3 separate regions of the Canis lupus genome follow, and all the other regions are linked to region 1. A link is a contact called in public Hi-C data. All regions are on one chromosome and are shown on one strand. Each heading gives the region's core, a stretch centred on a gene start, on an enhancer-like site or on the middle of the called end of the contact. The rest is flanking DNA. Distances are from core to core; before and after follow the strand shown.

Region 1 (3,479 bases), core at 395-2,894:
ATGAGGGATGCCTGGGTGGCTCAGCAGTTGGGCGTCTGCCTTCCGCTCAGGACATGATCCCAGGATCCTGGGATCGAGTCCCACATCAGGCTTCCTGCATGGAGCCTGCTTCTCCCTCTGCCTGTGTCTCTGCCTCTCTCTCTCTCTTTGTCTCTCATGAATAAATAAATAAAATCTTAAAAATAAAAAAAAGCGACCAATCTATATCAATATCCATTGATGGCCATTTAACACACTAGGATTAGAGAACAGCTCTAATTTGGAAAAAAATAATTAGTATCTATGACCCTACAGCAAATATATGTTTATATTTATATTTATATATATTTTTAAAGAGGCCAGTATGGAGCCTAGGGGAGCTTGAAATCACGACTCTGAGATCAAGACCTGAACTGAGACCAAGAGTCTGAGGCTGGGGTCACCTGGTCGGCTCAGTCCATTAAGAGCCAGACTCTTGATTTTGGTTCAGGTCTTGATCTCAGGGTTGTGAAATCCAGTTGTAATAGAAGCAGGACTCCCCCTGATGATGAGTGAGGAGTCTGCTTAAGATTCTCTCTCCCTCTCTAAAAAAATAAATAAATAAATCAGACCCTAAACCAACTGAACTATCCAGGTGCCCCACAAACATCCTATTTAAATTCTGAAATGATAGGGGCGCCTGGGTGGCGCAGTGGCTGAGAGTCTACCTTTGGGTCAGGTCATGATCCCGGAGTCCTGGGATCCAATCCTGCATCGGGCTCCCCGCAGGGTGCCTGCTTCTCTCTCTCTGTCTCTCATGAGTAAATAAATAAAAATCATAAAAAATAAGTAAATCCTGAAATGATAGAATAATTCCCCCCTGGGATCAGGAACAAGGCAAGGATGCAAATTATATGCTCTCATTTAGTACTGTCTGTCCACTTAAATGTAGGTCCTAGCAAACACACTCAAGAAATTAAGAACGCAAGGTACGGGAATTTAAGAGAAAACGCTGAAAACGGCCCATGATCTCACTCTCGGTGTGAAATTCAAAACAATCTACAGATAAATGGTTAAAATTTACAGCCGCATTGGAGGGAGAAGGGGGTTACAGAGATATTAAGTAATCAGTTCGCGTTTCTGTACCTGAATATAATGTATCAAACTGTTGCCCACAGGCAGGGTAAAATTCAATGATGAAGTATCTCCTGCACCAGGAGGGGAGCCGGGAACCGAGCTGAGGCCAACGTCACCCGGTGCTCACCCAACACACCGAAATCCCCTGACCAGCGGACGGACGAGGTGGAGGCGCCTGCCCGGCCACGGAATGGCGGGGATGCTTTACTTTCTGAAAAGGCGGCCTGGGATGCTTTGGAAGGCCCAGTACATAGGAGGGTGGGTGTCTAACTCTAGCCGGCAGCCGACTCACCCCGGCTGCTGCACGCAGCCCAGAGCTCCTGATTCGGGGAGTTTGGGCCGAGCCGCGGCCGCGGGAGGCCCCCCGCGCTGGGTTCCGGCGGGGGCGGGAGGCACGGCCCGAGCGGCCGTCCTCCGAATGACGACCTATCCCCCTCCCGCACGCCAGACCCGGGGCTAGAGGGTCTGAGCCGGGAAGGACGCCGACTGAGGCAGAAAATCTGCCCCAGCGGCGAGTGGGGGACCGAGGCGCTATGGCCGTCAGCTCGCGCAGGCGCAGGAGCACACTTCTACTTCCGGTTTCTGAGCCGCGCACAACGTAAAGGGCGGGGCCTAGGGATCAGGGGGTGTGGTGAGACGGCAGGTGGGGGCTTCCAGCCGCCGGTGGAAGAGCAATGCTAGTTCGTGCTGCCGTGAGTCGCGGTTGGGCCCTGGGGCCGGAACCGCGCAGGACTTGGTGTTGGACGGGGCTCAGAGGGGCCTCAGGTGGTTGGCGGGGTTTTGGTTGTCTAGGCCTGTGGGGCGGAGCTGGGGCGAGACACCGCCTGGGGGCGTGGTTTAGGGTGGGACCACTCCGAGGGGCGGGGCTTGGTTGAAAATTGTTGGGGAGGGCACCTGGGTGGCTCTGGGGCTGAGCATCTGCCCTTGGCTCAGGTCGTGATCCTGGAGGCTGAGGATCGAGTCCCACGTCGGGCTCCCTGCGTGGAGCCTGCTTCTCCCTCTGCCTGGGTCTCTGCCTCTCTCCGTGTGTCTGTCATGAATAAATAAATAAATTCTTAACAACAACAAAAAACAATGGCATTCCAGCTCCTCCTCAGAGGAGCATCAAGACCCCCAATTCTTGGGCCCAGTCAGCTAAAACAATACTTACAGTAACTGAAGTCAAAGGAGTTTACAACCCTGCCCTCCCCAGGAGTCCAAAGAAGGTGGCTACTTTAATGAAGGAATGTTCTAAACCATGAGATAGGTGTGGAGTCCTGTTTACCACAGCTTCTCACCAGGATGCCCCCCCTCAAGAGGAGGAAAGAGCCCAAACTCCTGCAGGTGATGAGCCACGACAGAGTGCAGGATTCTGGAAAAAATGGGCTGTGTCATCACTGTAACAACAGAGATGTCTTATCCTCCCCTTGGCCAGTGACCTTCCAAAAAGTGGTAAAAGACAAAAAGACAAAGGGGGAAGGCAAAAAAAGGAAGAGCTGACTCTTTCTTGGAGGAGGAAATATACATTGTCTATACCATAAAGGGCCTAACTCAAGAAAGCAGTCTCTCTCTCCGACCCCAGGAAGTGAATACCTTGGGAGGAGGATTAATGAAAAGGGAAATTACCAGCTTAACCAATAAAATGGGCCCACTTTTGCTATAAGATGATACTGTCCTGGTTGTTCTTTCCAGACAGTCCCTTTTCCCATTATTGGAATGGGACCTTCTGAGCCGACCTTGTGAAATAAGCTGAAATCTTGTGCCATTGGTGGGCGCCAGTTGCTGAGAACAAGTTAACCTTCTGTTACTAGTGGAGGTGGTCAATATGCCACAGTATCTACTGGCTGAGGAAAGGCACTGACTTAGTGAAAAAAGCAACACTGATTCCTGCCATTTCATCTTTAGTTCCTGGTGCACCCTGTGATTAAAGCCACTAAGCATAAATAAGGCTGACCATAGACTATAGTTAAATGTGATTATTCCCTTCACCACAGCACCCATACCACATACCACTGCCTTATTGGATGATGTTTGAGCTGAAATTGTGAATTTGGCTAATATGTTCTATTCAATAAAAGTCTCACAGATGAGAAAGGCATCCTCACCCACTGCCCACGTGATGTACTCTCTCTTAAAAAAAAAGAAAGATTTTATTTATTTATTTGAGAGAAAGAGAGCATGAGCCGGGGCTGGGCGGGTAGGGAGAAGCAGACTCCAAGCTGAGCCCGGAGCCTGATGCAGGGCTCTGGATCCCAAGACCCCGGGATCTAAAGGCAGATGCTTAACCTCTGAAGCCACCCAGATGCCACCATGTTGTGCTCTCTTAAAGGCCTGGAACAAACTTGGGCCTGCTCCCAATACCCAGAAAATAGAATGAATAGAATTAATCCTTTCAGATGAAATAG
Region 2 (3,479 bases), core at 327-2,826, 180 kb after region 1:
TTCTTTTTCTTTTCTTTTCTTTTCTTTCTTTCTCCTTTCTTTTTCTTCTTTCTTTCTTTCTTTTATTTTCTTTCTTTCTTTTCTTTCTCTCTCTCTCTCTCTCTCTCTCTCTCTCTCCCCCTCATGAATAAATAAATAAATTCTTAAAAAAAAAAAAAAAAATCTGGGCAGCCCGGATGGCTCAGCGGTTTAGCGCCGCCTTCAGCCCAAGGCGTGATCCTGGAGTCGTGGGATCGAGTCCCACATCAGGCTCCCTGCATGGAGCCTCCTTCTCCCTCTGTGTCTCTGCCTCTCTCTCCCTCTCTCTCTCTCTTTGTCTCTCATGAATAAATAAATTAAAAATCTTAAAAAAAAAAAAAAAGAGAGAGAGAGAAGTCTAGGTGATGATGGGACACCTGGGTGGCTCAGTGGTTGAGCGTCTGCCTTCAGCTCAGGTTGTTGATCCTGGGGTCCTGGGATCCAGGCTCTCACAGGCTCCCCGAGGGGAGCCCAATGCAGGACTTGATCCCAGGATCCTGGGACCACGACCCGAGCTGAAGGCAGATGCTCAACCACTGAGCCAGCCAGGTGCCCAATACATAAAATCTTAAAAAAAAAAAAAAAAAAAAAGAATCTGGGTGATGAATGCCTAGTTGGTTTCAGATATAATCCTCTACACGTTTCTATAATATATTTGAAATAGTTCATGCTAAATAAAACAGGAAAAATAAATACGATGCAAATGGGGAAAAGTGTAAAAAGGTTTGGTTGCGCTACTCAGGAAATAAATTCTGGAAATTAAGTTGAATCTGGAAAATGATTTCTCCAGGAAAACTCATTAATACACGATGTAAGCAACTAACTTTTGTCATATGCTCACTGTGTGCCAGACGCGGCTCTAAGCTCTCTCCCTGCACGATCTCGCTTATCCCCGGTTGGGCGATGGGGAAACAGGCTGAGGAGCAGGCAAGCGACGTTGCCCGACGCGCCCCGGGCTGCCAAGCTCCAAATCCGGGGTTCGAGGGCCAGACGCCCCACCGCGGCCCACGCCCGCCCGGTCGGCCCCGCGTACCGTGTACAGCGTCAGGTCGACATGTCGCCAGAGCCACCGGTCGTCCACCAGCCTCTTCCAGCGGTGACAAACCCTGGGGGAGGGGACCCGCCGTTAGAACAACCCCGGCCCCGGCCCCGGCCCCGGCCCCGGCCCCGGCCCCGGCCTTCCCGCCACCTCCCCGCGCGGGGTGCGGGCCGGCACCTGGAGATGCGGATCCGGTCCCGGACCGGGAGGTAGGAGAAGATCTCCAACAGGACTGAGTCCGGCAGGTCGGCCAAAGTCGCCATGATCCGGCCGACACCCACTTCCGCTGGCGGCTGAGGGGCTTCGGGATCTCGTCCCGGGGAGGCCAGCGGGCGGCGGAGGGCGGGGGTGCCAGCAGAGCGGTGGCCGCCGCCTCCGGCAGCGGACGGACTTTCAGCTTTCCTCCTGCGGGAACATGGTCCGGTCCCAGCGACAGAGCCGCCGCGACCCGGACGGAGCGCGGAGGATGGGGCTGGGAACCAGGCCCGAGCCCGGAAGGCGTGGCTGAAGCTCCGGCGCGGCCCGGAGGCGGGGCCAGGGGCGGTGACGAGGCAGGGGGCGGGGCTAGCCGAAGCTCGGGGCGTTCCGGAGGCGGGGCCAGGGGCGGTGACGAGGCTGGGGGCGGGGCTAGGGCTCGGACCAAACCTGGAAGGCGCGGCTGGGGCGGTGACTAGGGGCCCCGGGGCGAGCCTGGGGAGGTGACGGGAGACCCGGGGCGTGTTTGGGTCGAGGACGAGGCCCTGGAGCGGGATTAAGGGCTGGGACAAGGCTGGGGGCGGGGCTAGGGGCGGGGCGGAGGCTCCGGCGGGGCTAAGGATGGAGATAGAGCCGAGATAAGTGGCTGGGGTGGTGACGGGAGGCCCAGGGGCGGGGCCAAGGGCGGTGACGAGGGGCCGGGGGCGGGGCTACAGCCCCCAGGACCCAGCTGGGAAGGCGCCCTGACAGCGGAGGTGCAGGGTGGGGGGCGGGGAACAACCCGGGGTTGTCCTAAGGGGGAGCGAGGCCCTTTTTTATTTACTAATGCTTTTTGATGCCTATGAACAAGAATAAATTTGTAGAACAGAAATAGTTTAACAAAGGGTGTGTTCAATTTTTCATTTAGATTGATAGTCCCAAATTGTTCTCCACAGAGGCTGAACTGACACTCCCACCAAATATATATTGCTCATTTAAAAAATATATTTTATTTATTTATTCATGGGAGACACAGAAAGAGAGAGAGGCAAAGACACAGGCAGAGGGAGAAGCAGGCTCCATGCAGGGAGCCCAATGTGGGACTCGATCCCGGAACTGCAGGACCACACCCTGAGCGCAAGGCAGGCGCTAAACCGCTGAGCCACCCGGGCTGCCCAAAATAAAATATTTTTTTTTTAAATGAGCAATGGGGATCCCTGCGTGGCTCAGCGGTTTGGCGTCTGCCTTTCGCCCAGGGCGTGATCCTGGAGTCCAGGGATCGAGTCTTATGTCGGGCTCCCTGCATGGAGCCTGCTTCTCCCTCTGCCTGTGTCTCTGCCTCTCTCTCACTCTGTCTCTATGAATAAATAAATAAATCATTTAAAAAAAGATTTTATTTTTAAGTAATCTCTATACCCAACCTGGGTCTTGAACTTACAAGTTGGAGATCAAGAGTCACATATTCTACCCACTGACAGCTACATGCCCATATCACTATTTTTAAGATTTTATTTTCAAGTATTTTCTATGCCCAAGATGGGGCTGGAACCCACAACCCCAAGATCAAGGGTCCCATGCTGCAGACTGAGCCAGCAAGGTACCACCATCATTCACTAAATTAGTAGTTCATTTAAAAATTAGCCGTTTGGGGATCCCTGGGTGGCGCAGCGGTTTGGCGCCTGCCTTTGGCCCAGGGCGCGATCCTGGAGACCCGGGATCGAATCCCACATCAGGCTCCCGGTGCATGGAGCCTGCTTCTCCCTCTGCCTGTTGTGTCTCTGCCCCTCTCTCTCTCTCTCTGTATGACTATCATAAATAAATTTAAAAAAATGTTTTAAAAAATTAGCAGTTTATAAGAACAGCGAAATTTATTCAACATTCCTGTATTGATGAGTATTCAATTTGTTTACAGATTTGTTACCACAAATAATATTGGAGTTAAGAATTCTTTTATCTATCAACCTATCTTATCTATCTATCTTCTTTTATCTATCAACCTATCTTATCTATCTATCTATCTATCTATCTATCTATCTATCTATCTATCTACTTTTTCTATTGGATAAATAACCAGGAACCGATTTGATGGGTCAAAGGACATGTGAAGTTTAAATTGAGGTTTTGCTAAATCACACCCCCAAAAGCCGATAATGGCAACAAATGTTTTCAATACACACATTCACACAGAGTCAGGCAGGAATTGGAGATGTTGAGAACTATTTTAAAAAGAAATGCAAGGAAAAAAAAA
Region 3 (3,479 bases), core at 325-2,824, 160 kb before region 1:
TGAAAGGGAATAGAGGGGAAGGGAGAAGAAATGGGTAGGAAATATCAGAAAGGGAGACAGAACATAAAGACTCCTAACTCTGGGAAACGAACTAGGGGTAGTGGAAGGGGAGGAGGGCAGGGTGTGGGAGTGACTGGGTGGTGGGCACTGAGGTGGGCACTTAACGGGATGAGCACTGGGTGTTATTCTATATGTTCGCAAATTGAACACCAATAAAAAAGAAATTTATTATTTAAAAAAAAGAATTTGTGCTAAGAGGGTGTGGACTGCCCTTTGCACTCCTCTGTGCTCCCCTACTCAGATATTTTATTTTTTGCTCTCACTTCGAAGCTGGGCTTCCTTTTTTTTTTTTTTTTTTTGAGTTTTATTTATTTATTTTAAATATTTTATTTATTTATTCATAGACACAGAGAGAGAGAGGCAAAGACACAGGCAGAGGGAGAAGCAGGCTCCATGCAGGAAGCCCGATATGGGACTTGATCCCAGGTCTCCAGGATCACACCCCAGGCAGTAGGCGGCCAAACCGCTGCGCCACCGGGGCTGCCTTTTTTTTGGGGGGGGGGGGGGGTTTGTTTTGAAGCTGGGCTTCCTAACCTTCTGGCTCAGGTATTGTAAAAGAGGACCACTTTCCCAAGCCCTGCCACGACCTCTCTTTTTTTGGCAAAGTGATCAGGCTCTAGGTGGTTGGTCAAGAAAAAACTGAACATTCCCTGGTAGACAGATGAGACAAACCAAAAGATTGAGGATGTTGTCGAGGTTTATAACGGACAGATGGAAAGATGGGGTTGCAGTTACTTGAGGTTGAGAGGGTGAAGTCAGGACTTTGTGACATTTTATTTATTTTTAAGATTTTACTTATTCATGAGAGACACACAGAGAGATAGAGGCACAGGCAGAGGGAGAAGCAGGCTCCCCATGGGGAGCCCAATGTGGGACTCCATCCCAGGGCGCTGGGATCACAAGCTGAGTCAAGGCAGACGCTCCACCACTGAGCCACCCAGGTGCCCGGATTTGTAACATATTATTTTTCTTAAAACATTTTTTTTTAAAGATTTTATTTATTTATTCATGAGAGACATAGAGAGAGGCAGAGACACAGGTAGAGGGAGAAGCAGGCTCCATGCAGGGAGCGGACGCGGGACTGCATCCCGGTTCTCCAGGATCACGCCCTGGGCTGAAGGCAGCGCTAAACCGCTGAGCCACTCAGGCTGTCCGATTTGTGGCATTTTAAAGTGTCTAAAGACAGCCAAGTGGAGAGAGCAAGTCTCATACCATCTAGAATCCAGGGTAGAGATGTGGGACTGTGGGTGTAAATTTGAACCTTGAGTGCATAGACAGTACTTAAAACGGTGAGATTCGCTGATACCACGGAGAGAATGATTACAAGACGAAATCGGAGAACTGAGACCTGGGATACTGGATCAACTGAAAGTGGGGAAACGTGGATCGTCAGGCTCCACCTAGGAACGGCGGCCAGGACGGTGTAAACTCGAGAACTACATTTCCCAGAATCCCTTCCTCCCCACGCTTCCGAGTTAGAGGCCGCCTAAGAAGTCCCGCGAGATTTAGAAGGCGGAAGTGAAGCGGAAGCCATTGCTCTCGGGAGGCGAGTGCGGCTCTACACATGGGCAGGGGAGGGGTCCGCCACGGCTTCCTCAGGGCTGTTGGGGATCCTCCGCTTCCCCGCCACAGACCGGACCTGCTGTATGAACTCGGCGTCCCCTCGGCGGCAGCTTCCGTGACCTCCACTGCACCTGATTCTACCCTCAGCCTTGTAAGCTCCGCTTTCCTCACTTAACCCTTTACCCTCGGTCTTCCCCAGGACTCGAAAGGCCCATCGACCGGGAGGAGTGAACGGGGCCGGGGACCGGGGACCTGGGACCGGAAAGCCGGGCAGCCAGGGGAGGGTGGCGGTATGAGACGTGGGTACGCGAGGACTGAAATTTAGGACTGATGTGTTCAGGACGAGGTAAAGGCACTGGTGAGCTGATTTATTATTTAATAAAAAAAAAAAAAAAAAAAGGACTCCTTGGGGTGGGAGGGAAAAGCCCAGCCGCAGCGCATTCAGGACTTTTTGGTGGAGTCTGGAACGGGAAACCGGGAGGAATGATACCTTCCTTTGGCTCTGCGGTCCATTTTCTCCACCACGGGTAGAGGCACACTGGGCTTTCCGTTGACATTTATTTGCATTGAGTGTTAACATTCTACATGTAAACTTCTGGCCGCGCTGATCTGTTGGTTGAGTTGACTCGTGTAAACAGCCTACAACCAAATTTAAAAGTTCACTTCAAAACAAAAAAAAACGTTCACTTCAACATTCTGTTCATTTAACCTTGAGAGTTAGCCCATTAATATTTAGTGTGATCGCTAATATTTTGCATTTGGTTTTTCACCACCTTATTTCGCTTGCTAATTATCCTTTAACTTTCAAGTACTTTTTTTTTTTAGTTTTTTTATTCGTTCAAGTATCTTTTAATTGGAATATAAAACATGTGCAAAAAAAGGTATAAAAACACGCACATTCTCTGCAAAAAAAAAGCAAACACACTCTTAAAAGACAGCAGTAAAGTAAATCTATAAACAGAAAGAGATTATGAAATCTCTGGAACCTGTGTGCTCTTTCCTGCATCCTCCTCTTAATGATTTCCTTTGGATTTTACTACTACTTAATGTTTTTCCAAAAATTCATTTCCTAATTTCGGTAATTATTTGTAAATGGACTTAACGCTCTTAAATACTTTCAGGGACATTCTTTTTTTCCTATCAATGCAAGTATATTTTTAAATTTATTTACTCATTTTTAAAGATTTTGTCTATTTATGACACAGAGAGGCAGAGACATAGGCAGAGGGAGAAGCAGGCTCCTTACAGGGAGCCCAATGTGGGACTCGATCCCAGGTCTCCAGGACCACGCCCTGGGCCGAAGGCAGCCGCTCAACTGCTGAGCCATCCAGGTGTCCCTCTTTTTTTTTTTTTTAAAGATTTTATGTATTTATTCATGAGGGACACAGAGAGGCAGAGACATCGAGAACATCGGCAGAGGGAGAAGCAGGTTCCCTGCGGGGAGCCTGATGCGAGACTCCATCCCAGGACCCCCAGATCACAACCCCAGCCAAAGGCAGATGCTCAACCACTGAGCCCAGGTGCCCTATCCATTCTTTTTCAGACACCTCATAACTTTAAATTTTAGAGTCAGTTTACAAAGCTTCACATACTGGAGTTTTATTTTGAGGTTGTGTTGAATCTGTATATGAATTTGGATAATATTGACCTTATAATTTTGTTGTATTTTAACAATTACCATATCTATTTGCATATATTCTGTAATACCTTTCAGTAAAATTTTAAAGGACTTAGAATGGGTTTGTTGGGTTTTTGTTACTAGAATTTTTTTATTGGGACGCCTGGGTAGCTCAGTGGTTGAGCGTCTGTCTTTGGCTCAGGGTGTGATCCTGAGTCCAGGAATTGAGTTCCACGTA

What was found. A called contact is a pair of places that touch in the nucleus more often than the background predicts.
Region 2: a contact with region 1 is called in a Hi-C map of blood, with 2.4 times the contacts expected there. The contact joins the promoter of FBXL12 here to the promoter of ZNF699 in region 1. A contact is called at or near these places in 2 of 9 Hi-C or Micro-C datasets (both in blood).
Region 3: a contact with region 1 is called in a Hi-C map of blood, with 3 times the contacts expected there. The contact joins the promoter of ZNF317 here to the promoter of ZNF699 in region 1. A contact is called at or near these places in 3 of 9 Hi-C or Micro-C datasets (amygdala and blood).

Annotation. Positions count from the first base shown.
Region 1 is chr20:51,754,722-51,758,200 of UU_Cfam_GSD_1.0, reverse strand. It overlaps ZNF699 (zinc finger protein 699), which reads right to left and starts at 1,644. Exons shown (of 5, transcript XM_038567386.1): 1 at 1,105-1,644.
Region 2 is chr20:51,576,386-51,579,864 of UU_Cfam_GSD_1.0, reverse strand. FBXL12 (F-box/LRR-repeat protein 12) reads right to left here and starts at 1,576. Exons shown (of 3, transcript XM_038567376.1): 1 at 1,235-1,576; 2 at 1,052-1,124. The coding sequence starts at 1,320.
Region 3 is chr20:51,917,639-51,921,117 of UU_Cfam_GSD_1.0, reverse strand. It overlaps ZNF317 (zinc finger protein 317), which reads left to right and starts at 1,574. Exons shown (of 7, transcript XM_038567387.1): 1 at 1,574-1,774.